Regions from separate parts of the Drosophila melanogaster genome. Here regions 2 and 3 are each linked to region 1. Evidence: chromatin contacts called from public Hi-C data. All regions are on one chromosome and are shown on one strand. Each heading gives the region's core, a stretch centred on a gene start, on an enhancer-like site or on the middle of the called end of the contact. The rest is flanking DNA. Distances are from core to core; before and after follow the strand shown.

Region 1 (3,947 bases), core at 760-3,259:
ATTTTACGTGGGGCGTGTCGTTTGAATAGAGACCTCAAATTGATATATCTACGAGGCTATTTTTCGTAGAAATCGCGTCTTAGCCCACCACCCTATGAGCGCTTCGGTGCGACTGTATATATTTGGGAGCTCCCACACATGATTAGATTTCCTTTCTGTACTGTGAAGGAGACAGTAATCCGTTACTACTCCATAATATCAAGGACACCATGTTATTGTTCAAATGTTTAAAAATGTTTAAAAATTCAAAATTCATGTTTATTTAAATATTTTTAACACCTACACCATATGCATATCATTCGATTTCTGGAGGCATACTAGTAATCTTATAATTCTAGTCCATGATCTAATATTATAGCACAATAAAGCTAAATTAAATAACTACTTCCATTCTTAATATATTTATCTTTTTTGTATCATGGCGACTTCAGCGTGCCGAACTTCACTATTTTCTTAACAAAATTAATAGTTCAGAAATTTAGCTTAAACCATAGAATTATATGGGGATTCAATCAACTCTAATCTGGATAACCGTCCCATTGTTACTTATGAGGTTCAAATTTAATATATATTTATTTGTCTTTATCTTGCACTTAATGGGAACCAACATCAGGCTTACATATTATGCACTCACCCTGTCGTTGTAACTGTGTTGAAGGCCTTTCCACGTTGGTTAACGACGTACTGTAGGAGATTATATGTATAAAGTTTAACTGCCTTAGAAGCCGTTTTCATCCTTGCCGAGATAACGAGAAGCCTCGCCTACTGCTCGCCATTCCTTCTCATACTCCTAACTTGGAGCAGGCTGAGATCCTGCTGTTGCAATGATATTTTTTCCCCCACACGCAGGAACGCTCAGAACGGGTGCAACTGACTTTAGGTCTCGTTACGAAGTCTGCGTTTTTGGTTTACATTTTGAAATGACCCTTACGCTAAATTAAAAGCATTATAAGCGATGCGTTAAGCGCCCGATCTGGGAACAGTGCCAAAATTTCAGATGTACTCACTGCCTCGAAACGTGGTAAAGATTAAGATCGCTCGAGCTTCGCTGTTATACGATTAAGGTATCCGAAAATCCTTCAGAACATGGGCATCAGCGTTATGGGCGTCATATCGTTTTCAGACAAATCACATGCACCATTGGCGATTTTCGTTTCCAATATCTGGGCGTTCATACGTACGAACAGACAGTTATACAAAAGACAAAAGGGGTGCGTATACATCGCAGCAAATTTTTGACACATACCCCTCACTTCATGACTTATGTAAAAAGACCAAAATAATCACAAACCAGGTATTCATTTTGGATCAAACCAGACAAACGTGGTTATGAAAACGGTTATGAAAATAATGTAACCATATTAAAATTTATATATATATATATAAATATATATATCCACTACTATATATATATATATATATATATATTTAAATATATACATTTGTATTTATATATTTATTCAAAATAAACTAATACATCGTTTACTTACACTTTACTATTTCTACTGTTATGTTATAATACTGAAAAACTTGAACTTGAAATGAAAATCGACTGCTTGTTAAATATAAAATTATTAACAATTCCGAAAGACTAAGTTTCAATACAAAGCTAACAACAAGGTAGGAATCTAGCTTTGGCAGTGATAATAATTAAATAATAATATTAAAGCAAGAATTCCCGTTACTCAACTTAAAGAAAAAAATCAACACATAGTTAGTGGTCGTGGAAACATCGTCTGCGTCTATATCTATAGAATCAGCATGCTTTAAGTTCTAGTTCTTATAGTTCCTGAAAGCGAGACGTTCTTACAGACAGACGGATTGGTTGATTTAAAGATTGACACTTATGCATTCTCTAAATCCCGGTGCTTGATGTTGCAATGTGAAGACAAGGGTGATGTATCTGTCAACTAGTAGTAGTGGAGCTAGTGTATAAGAAGCAAAAGTGGCAAGAATACCCCTGTGCTAAATTAAATTGGAAGCTTGACATATCGCAAGACGGCCACGCTGGCCTTGCTCTATCTTATGTTGGCGTTGGTATTTTAAGATATCTCGGTGGTACGTGTAAGTTGAATATTTTTACGAAATTCAATTTAAAAAATTTTTTTAGGATGTGCAGTTATAGTGGCTTGATTTTATTAAGATTACCAGAAGAATTAACTAAACAATCTTTAAAATAAAACACACCCGCCCAGTGTGATAAAGTCACACAAATCAAAAATTTGTACATACATCACTGTGTGTCTGTATGCGTCCAGATACTTACGAATTTTTTTTACCTTTTAGATCTATATTAGTTCTATTAGTTCTATATTTCAAACATGAAAGCTCGAATCAGACATTTCAATTCTATAAACATGTTAATTTTAATGTGTGATGAGGGTGCATGTGTATTTCGCGTTCGTGTGTGACAATCAGTTTGATATTTTAGGTTAGGTTTCTGTGTTGCTTTTATATTATATTATTTTACTTTTACTATCCATTCTGTAAAGCTCTGGTAAGTTTTTTTTTATCACTAGTTCTTAACTAAGCTTTAAAATAAATCCTTTGTTGTACTGTTTGCTTTGAAAAAGACTTGAAGCTGTTTGCTTTATTTATAGAACTTGAACTGTTTGAAAAATAAACAATTGTGCACAGAATCATAAAGCCATTAGGAGTTTAACAAAAACACTGAAAATTTGATTTCATTGCCTTTCTTACAAATAAATCAACCAAAAACTTTTTTGAACTTATTGTCAGCATAACATTAAACAAGAGGCAAATAAAAATGACAGATTCAATGAAATTTGGCCCGGAATGGTTGCGCAATATGTCAGCCGAGCCTTCGGGCTCTCCCAGTACCTACAACGTTGGTAATGCAGCTCAAAACAATTCGATTGGAGGGCACAACCTGGGAAACAACACGGCGGCATCCGCTTCCCGTAATCTATTTCCAGAATACCGGTACGGACGCGAGGAAATGCTGTCCTTGTTCGATCGGAACTGCCTACTGCCGCAGATCCTGCCATCGTTCAAAAAGCTCTTCGTGGAAAAGGTTCAGTGCCCTCTTGCACTGACACCGAGCTCCGAGGAGGACATCAACCAAAACTCACTTGGCAATAACGTATGTGAAGTAATTTGACATGAGTTTTAGAACATAATTTACTTTTCTTTGAAACTAGTCTCGTCCTGCCTGGTTGCAGCGCTCGCCCAGTGGATTTGGTAGTGCCTCCCGAGGCTCTGGACGTGGTGGAACCGTTGACCGGGGACGGATGCGCGGAAAATCGGCCTATCATCCGATATACCAACGCCCAAGCGGTCTATATGATGAAAGCTTATCGGTTATATCAAAGGTAATTGCAAATACGAACTAAATAAGGAAGTACGATTAGTTGTTGATTTTTTCTGCCAGGCCGAACGCACATGGAGCGACCGCAACGGAACTGGAGATTCTGCGGCAACCACCACCTCCACTAGTGGCTCTGGTGCTCTAGATTGGAATGGAACTCCAAGCTCAAGTCCTCGAAAAGATTATTCTAATAATCATCGCAACTTGGAAAACTGGCGACGAACACGTAACGAAGATGGATCCGGTGATGGTCCATCCTCCAGCGGTTCCATGAGCGGACCCGATATTGCTGGTTGGCGGAGCGGTGTCGTCGGTGGAAGTACAAACGCAGGTTTTGGTACCAATAGCCATCGGTGGGGTCAGTCAATTACCTTTATATTATTATTTTTCATTTTTACTCCTACACATATGAGCACAATAATACATGTACTGCTATCTCTATCATGTAAATTTGACTTTCCAAAACTTTCCCCAGCCTATATAGTTGGCTATTCATTCGATACCATTCATGCTACAATCTGTTGTAAAGTTTGTGTTTCTTTAAAACGTATTCTAAAAAACCTTTTCATAAATATATTAAAATTAAGATTAAATGTTTTAGTTAATGAAGTATTTTATA
Region 2 (3,801 bases), core at 1,057-3,556, 260 kb after region 1:
AATAACTGTTGAGTGCTTGTGTCTTTGATATGACTTTTGCAATAAACAGTTATCATATTTTTATGAAATTTATGAAATTACAGTAGTTATAATAATTTCTATTGTACTTCCTTTAATTATTTAGTATATTTATTAAGTCATTTGACTTAATATGATGTAACATTAACATTAAAAGTGTTTAAAAAAATATTTCGCTTTTAAAAGATTGGCAGATGAAAGACAAATTAGAATTAAACATAAATATAAATGTGTAAACGGTAGCTAATTCGAGCGGCGATTTTAACAAACAAATTTAAAAAGCTTTAAAATTATAATAGTCAGAGCGAATTTTTAAAAATTATCTTATTTTATCATATTGCTACGAAATTGGCAAAAAACTACCCTAATATGTACAATGTAAATTCTTTTCGTCGATCAGAATTTATTTCGGCCCGAAAATCATATACGCGTTCTCGTCTCTTGTTTCCACTCACACAAGCAAGCAAATTCTATTTTTAGATTTCTTACGCTCTCAGCCGGAGCGAGCGGAAAGAGAGCAATTTTGGCCGTCACTAAAAAAGTGGCTGCATAGTGCCAAACCAATGTATGGCCGTTACGCATCTTGTTATTCTAGTGTCTTTGGTTATACTGAAAAAGACATTTTATGATTAGAAACGACGAAACGATGAATTCTTTTCAAATGTTTTAAATAAATTTCCCAAACGTTTCTATGGCAGCTGAAGAATGTTAGTCATCTGCTTCGGATCAAAGTAAACATTATTCCAAATGTTGTGTATACCAAATAAAAACACATGATTATATCAGCGTTTAAAAAACTGTGGTAAGTTCATTTCACATGAATTTGATTCTGCTTCTGAGAAAATTAAAAGTCGAAGACAAAGGTTCTTTTGAGCGGCAAGCGAAGAGTTCTGGAAGTCGTTGGCAGTCGCAGCAGCATAAGCATATTTACATATTAAAAACGTTCAAAATTAAATGATTTTCAATTAGAAAAAAGAGCACATATAAAGAAATCTATATAAAATCTTTAAGAATTTGTACACAATCGAATTGACATAGAATAAATTGAATATAAATATCTTATTACTACTATCTTATTATTGTCGACGTAAGTTTAACTACAAACAAACGTTTGTTTTTTAAATAAAAATTGAAAATAAGAGCAACAATAACATATAATGCGTACCCCTGGTGTTTGGGCTTGAGGTCCATATGGATACCTGGTCCACTCTAATGTAGCTTCTCGAGTTGTATCCAATAGAACAACTGCAGATATTCGTGAGCATTAAAAAGATATCATTTACTGTTAAGTCTTAATATTGTTAAGCAGTACGTACCCTGATCTGCATGTGCCAATTTAAAGTGAATTGAAATTATAATAAGCAGTATTGTCCTTAATAATGACATTCTCGAAACAATTTGAGATCTGTTTTGCTCGCTAATTGGAGCTTGATTTTTGTAAAACGCAGACTTGAGGGCGCTTATAGCATCATTTAGTACGGAAGTTAGAATGGTTACGGAAGAAGTTTTACTTTTAATACCATCATATTTCACCTTTTTGTCATTTGGGTGGCACCCAACCATTTTCATTTTGTTGGGATCGTTTTCGAACAGTTTTATTTTTGATTTGGGTTGTACGCACTCTGATGCGGATTTACCAATGTCAATAGCATTATTTGTGTTTGTGGGTCCAGTTTAAAATCCAAGACTAAAAAATAAATTGATTAGCTTTAATGCACTTTGTATAAGCATGAATGTGATTAATGTATAAATAATTTGGAAGGATCTGTTCCTGTTCGGTATTCACTGGCATATGTGCATATCCATATATACAAGGAAGCGTATACACATATGAGCCTGCATTTTCCGACGCTGCTATATACATACATACGACCATACATGTTATACATATTTACACAAAATGACAGTGTGTATGTATTCTTGTTAAGGGACGCTAGCTTCGATTTAAACATTACATTTCACGGATGATTACTGTTATCAATTCAAGATGTTATGGCTTTGGAACACAAGATATTTGAACGGATTTTATTATTTTATTTGTACATTTTGTCATTTAGGACCACTTTTATTGATACCTTTACAGCCGACTACTACTATGGAAGTCTCGTTTTAATTTTAAAGTGGTTCTTTTACGACCACAAAATCCCTTGTAGATTTTCTATTGATACTTGGTAAAGACCAGAGTATCATTTTCAGTCTTTTTTCTTTATTTTTTATTTTTTAAATTCACTTATACTCAGCAATTCTGTTAAAACAACTGGTATCGATAACTTTTATAACGTCATTAAAATCCATGAAAACAAATTTTCTTTAAAAAAAATAAGTTAAAATAGCATCGACGAAATACCACAAATTCGGAATAATGAAATTGGTACAAAATGAGCTAACAGCATAAACTGATGTTCTTGTTTTATGTTTTATACGAATTATTGACACTTGGCCTTTAATTAATATAGAACGAGAATAATATTCATTAAAAGTGATTGTCTCTCTACTGAAAATTTAAACGAAATATTAAAAAAAAGGCGTTACCAATACTTTTAATATCTTGCTTGATAATCGTAATAATCTGACATTCATATATGTATATGCATATGTATATGTAATCGTTGCATATCTACTGATCACTAAACGATTCGATTGCTTACTTTTTTTTGTGAAAGCCGTTATAGTAGCTCTAATGATTAATGATAATTTAATTTTCCATTTAATAAAGGTAGTTCGGGAAAGAATCCATAGGAAACCAAAACGGACCATTAATGAAAATAAAGACAACACTTGGAAAGCTTAAAAACATCAACGTTTGCATCGTTGTCCATAAAGCTTTTAAAGGGTAGGCAAACCAATGGAGTTTTAAAGTAAAATGGTTTTTAAGCCAAAAAGAATAAATAAATATTTTTTTTAATTTAAAAGCTGGAATTGTTTTTCCACCGGCTTGCTTATGTTTTTTAGTTTTTTTTTTCTCACGTCCTATTTCAAAAAGTACATACATATGTACCAATATAGTTTTAATAGGTGAGCAAACGAAATTATTTACTTTTAAGAGCGGACAAACAATAAACATTTATTTTAATGGCTGTGCCAACGATAAAAACAATTTTTAAAGGGTAGACAAACGATTAAAACTATTTTTAGAGGGTGGACAAACTTGTTTTATTGATACTATTTATATAAAGATCTGGAAAAAAGTTGCATTCTCTAATAAAACTTATGGGATATATTTTCTAAATTATACCTGTTTTAAGTGTGTGCAAGCGATGCCATTGGAGTAAAAAATATATTTAAAGAAAGTCAATAAAGAAAAAGATTTTCGAAAGTATTTAAATTTTTAAATTGTCAGGAGAGTTGAACCACTACGTATTTCTACACTTCTGCACACACTAAGCTAAAATAAAAAAAGTGCGGAAACTGTCGAAGAAACCTCACAGCAGTCTACAGAGAATATCTACCCAGAATATAATATGATACCCAGATACCAACGCCCTAAGACAAGGTATCATGCAAAGCAGCGAACTAAAAGTCAATGTGCCAACTTATGGCAAACCTTATTCAATAATAATAATAATATCGTGTATAAGATTATGTTTGTGACATGCCAACTATGTTTCACGGCGTAAACCTGAAATACCAATACCGCCGTCATGTTATTTGAAAGCGCACCTTATCAGCTTTAACATTCAAATACGTTATACGTTACGAACACTACTTTAATTAATGGTTTTCTACGAGCAAATTACAATAAGATAACGGCAACCATTGCATCTGTCTGCTGTCCACTTCAAA
Region 3 (3,867 bases), core at 357-2,856, 360 kb before region 1:
TTGTTTACATTTATAATACGCTATTTGATGGGGAATTTAAAAAAAAGGTGAATGTATGCCTTATAACTTAGAACAAAAATAACCATAGTTGATGGGTTTTCAAACGAATTCTTATTTTCGCTAAGTTAAAAAAACCTTTTATTTTTATTTGTAACACACCACCATCTGAAATATGTATATATTTGTTCACCACCACCCTTAAGGGTTGAAGAATAGAGCAATTTCTTTGGGAAGGTTAATTGCTTCAAATACCTTAAATATTAGATTTATGCTTGTCGTTCGGTAATGTATGGTGCTTATAATATAGCTTTAAATTATGAACAAACTTTATCACTATTTATATGAATTCGAGTTACACGATAACAAAACTTTGAATTCATTTACTATGTGAATGACAAACGAAATTCATAGTATAATTATTGACAAAAATATAAGTTTTTTATGTATTTTCAAGGCGACATCAGGTTTATTTCACAAATTATCTACTTCTATTTATACAGTTCTCTATTTTCACATATGAATAAATGGATTTCCGTTTGAAGAATAGTTAAGTTGGAGAAGCAAAAAAAATCGATGGAACTATCGATAACTTCGATGGTGGTAACCTTAGCACTCCCGTTACAACTACTGTTTTCGACGATTTGGTTGATGATTTGCAGAAGTTTCTGATTTTCAATAATTTAAGTAAAGCAGGACTGTCTGAAACACAATTAGATTTAAATTATGCCTAAATTTTGTAGTTGAAGGGATTCTTAAAATACTTTTTATTTTGGTTAAGATGAATTTCTTAATAACTATTTGATAAACGTTTTGGAAATTATATCTACCTTAGTTTATTTAGTTCAAAGAAATGGAATATTTTTTACAGATCAATAGAAACTGTCAAGACAAATAAAAACGTGGTGGAACTCCATAGTCAACTCGTTACTTATATAAAAATTAAAACAGAAAACAGTTAAATCTTTAAAAAATTAATCTGAGTCAAAAGTTAGTTTCTGGACTATATGCATTGCATTTGACTGTTTTACTGCCCGCCATGCTTGACAAAATAGCATTCGAGTCATAAAACACTATAAACAATGAGCACAAAACATTGATACTAGGACATTAGAGACTTGCCTTGATTTAACTTATACATATTTGTTGGCAAATCGATAGAAATATTCACAACAAATAATGATTTGATAAATATTAAGTAAAGTATTTGTCCTAAAACAACAGCTCTTTCGCCCATTCGTAAAAATTAACCCTAATGACATAATGATCATTATAAGCGAATAACAACGCTTTCTTAGGGCCATGCATGAATGATCTAAACTAAAAAAATGTTATACGACCTTTTTAAAATCATAATAGTAAAATGGGAAAACAGGAATAAATATTCCCATGAATTATATATGTATGTTACAATACCACACGTGTTCTTACGATTTGACTCGCATTATATGGGCAAACGATTGCCCTGCAAATTATATATAAAGTCGATTTCCGCTCGAAAACGGTCCGGTGGACTAAGTATTGATTTATTCAATTTTCGTCACAAACTTTGATATTAGAGCTGTTGTATGCTAAGTGGTTCCTATGTTTGAGTTGCGAAACAAGTTCTAAAGAACTTTATTCTGGACCACCGAAGTCATTTTATATGGTACTCCGTTGATTATGGTTATAAAACGTGCTTCAAACGCTATTGTGAGTACATGTGAGCCAGGTGGCATGTTAAAACTGTTTTAACACGGTCACACTGTTCTTCTCTTTGTTCGGGTCGCTTTGAAAATTGTGTATTCAAATGAAATTGTACGATAAACAAATATCTGGTTTTACCTATTTGTAAAGTATACAATACAAATCATTGCAATACATCAAATATTATAGCTCTCGGTTAATGTTTAATCAAACTGTTCTGATACAGTCTTCATCGATGTGCAATATTTGTACATATATGTATGTATGTACATGGACATAAACTCAATTAAGTGTTGACAATATACTTATTAAGGTATTATTATATTTAATTAATTAAAGGTATAGCAATACAAAAATAATAAATTTAAGCACAAGTGCCGAAGTTTATAACCTCAATATATATTACTATTTATTTTGGCTGTGCCTTTCAACTGTTCGTTATGTATATGCAGATGTAAGTACATATATACAAACTATTTACACAAATAAAAAGTATTTAGAAAAAACCAAGATCGGAAAGTTAAAAAACAAAATCAATTTTGATACGATAATAGGATATTTTTTTAAAGTAGAGTGCATTGCCGACTAAAATGTATATTAAGGCACACAATCGTTATTAAACCAAATATTTCTTATTCCAGTTGCGGCAAACTAGTTTAATGAAAACTGTGTTGTTATAAAACACATTAAATAATTCTGTATCCTGGGAACACCCGAAATGTAATAAACTAATTTATAACAATCTACATAAAATCGGATTTAATAACTACCATAAACAAGCGCACTATGGTCGGTTCTCAAGAAAAAAAAAACAATCATATCGAATTATCTGAAACACCCGCAACAGACAAAAATAATTTAAACACAACTCATCTGGAAAACACACAACTCTCAAAAGCACTTTCACCTCCTACATCACTACCTCAGATACAAATTCAGATGATTAACCAAAATTTAACACATACTGGTATCGCTCAAAATAATACTGAAAAAGCCAACCGTCATCAATACCGGGACAGTGGATTACAATATTTAACCCGATGCTTTGAACCATTGGCAATGCTCAATGATAGTAAAGAAGACTTTCCCACGCAGCCATCAAATAATATTGCCAATTACCCTGGAGATATTCAAATTTTACCCATTTTCGATTGCTGCGAAATTTCAGAGTCTATTCAAGGTAAAAAATTTTTTGTCACTAATAAGTATTTAAATGATCCTTTTAATTAAATTAAAAATTATAGCAATATCGTTGCCTAATGTAACATCTCCATCAAAGACAAAAGATGTTCCTGGGTTGTTTTTGCGTACGATTTCGGAAAATTCGAAATCAAAGTCGGAACCCGAATGTGAATCGCTAATTTCAGTCAAAGAATCTTCTGTAATGGAAAACCACACCTTTTTATTTCACGAACAAATTATTATGTCTGGCCAACAAAAATGTGAATTACACGAGAAACCGAAGGTTCTGGTAGTTTCCCCACAACAAGTAATGATTTTATATATGAATAAACTAACTCCATACGAGCGAACAGAAATACTAACTTATCCGCAGATATATTTTATTGGCGCCAACGCTAAGAAGCGCCCAGGAGTCTATGGCCCAAATAATTCTGAATACGACAATGAACAAGGCGCTTACATTCATGTACCGCATGATCACGTAGCATATCGGTATGAAATGCTAAAGATAATCGGAAAAGGTAGCTTTGGACAGGTCATTAAAGCGTATGATCATAAAACTCACGAACATGTTGCCTTAAAAATAGTGCGCAATGAAAAGCGGTTTCACCGCCAGGCCCAAGAGGAAATTCGCATTCTTCATCATTTACGCCGTCACGATAAATATAATACTATGAACATCATACACATGTTTGATTACTTTACTTTCCGCAATCATACATGCATTACATTTGAGCTGCTCAGCATAAATCTTTACGAATTAATTAAGAAAAATGGATTTAAAGGCTTCAGTTTGCAGCTGGTGCGAAAGTTTGCACACTCTTTGCTACAATGTTTGGATGCACTATATAAAAATGATATTATTCATTGCGATATGAAACCAGAAAATGTGCTACTCAAGCAACAAGGACGTTCTGGTATAAAGGTAAGTACGTCGCTTAAAAATGACGGAACTTAGTAAAGTATACAGGATCGATTATATATATGACACTTACTCGAAGA

What was found. A called contact is a pair of places that touch in the nucleus more often than the background predicts.
Region 2: a Hi-C map of the Kc167 cell line shows a contact between it and region 1, with 3 times the contacts expected there. The contact joins the promoter of Eph here to the promoter of Gyf in region 1. A contact is called at or near these places in 25 of 107 Hi-C or Micro-C datasets (the Clone 8 cell line, the Kc167 cell line, the ML-DmBG3-c2 cell line and 8 more) and 1 of 6 datasets of contacts at active chromatin or transcription factors (the Kc167 cell line).
Region 3: a contact with region 1 is called in a Hi-C map of the Kc167 cell line, with 2.7 times the contacts expected there. The contact joins the promoter of Cadps here to the promoter of Gyf in region 1. A contact is called at or near these places in 5 of 107 Hi-C or Micro-C datasets (the Kc167 cell line, brain, cellular blastoderm embryo and 1 more).

What each region holds. Positions count from the first base shown.
Region 1 is chr4:865,087-869,033 of dm6, reverse strand. Gyf (Gigyf) reads left to right here and starts at 2,009. Exons shown (of 10, transcript NM_001169357.4): 1 at 2,009-2,058; 2 at 2,740-3,103; 3 at 3,162-3,332; 4 at 3,392-3,686. The coding sequence starts at 2,768. It also overlaps a transcript of unc-13 not described here and asRNA:CR43425.
Region 2 is chr4:609,189-612,989 of dm6, reverse strand. It overlaps Eph (Eph receptor tyrosine kinase), which reads right to left and starts at 2,306. Exons shown (of 14, transcript NM_166776.4): 1 at 2,094-2,306; 2 at 1,335-1,705; 3 at 1,184-1,263. The coding sequence starts at 1,587.
Region 3 is chr4:1,228,576-1,232,442 of dm6, reverse strand. It overlaps Cadps (Calcium-dependent secretion activator), which reads right to left and starts at 1,606. Exons shown (of 23, transcript NM_001031858.2): 1 at 1,429-1,606. It overlaps Dyrk3 (Dual-specificity tyrosine phosphorylation-regulated kinase 3), which reads left to right and starts at 1,730. Exons shown (of 7, transcript NM_001038725.2): 1 at 1,730-1,945; 2 at 2,023-2,137; 3 at 2,325-2,863; 4 at 2,928-3,790. The coding sequence starts at 2,470.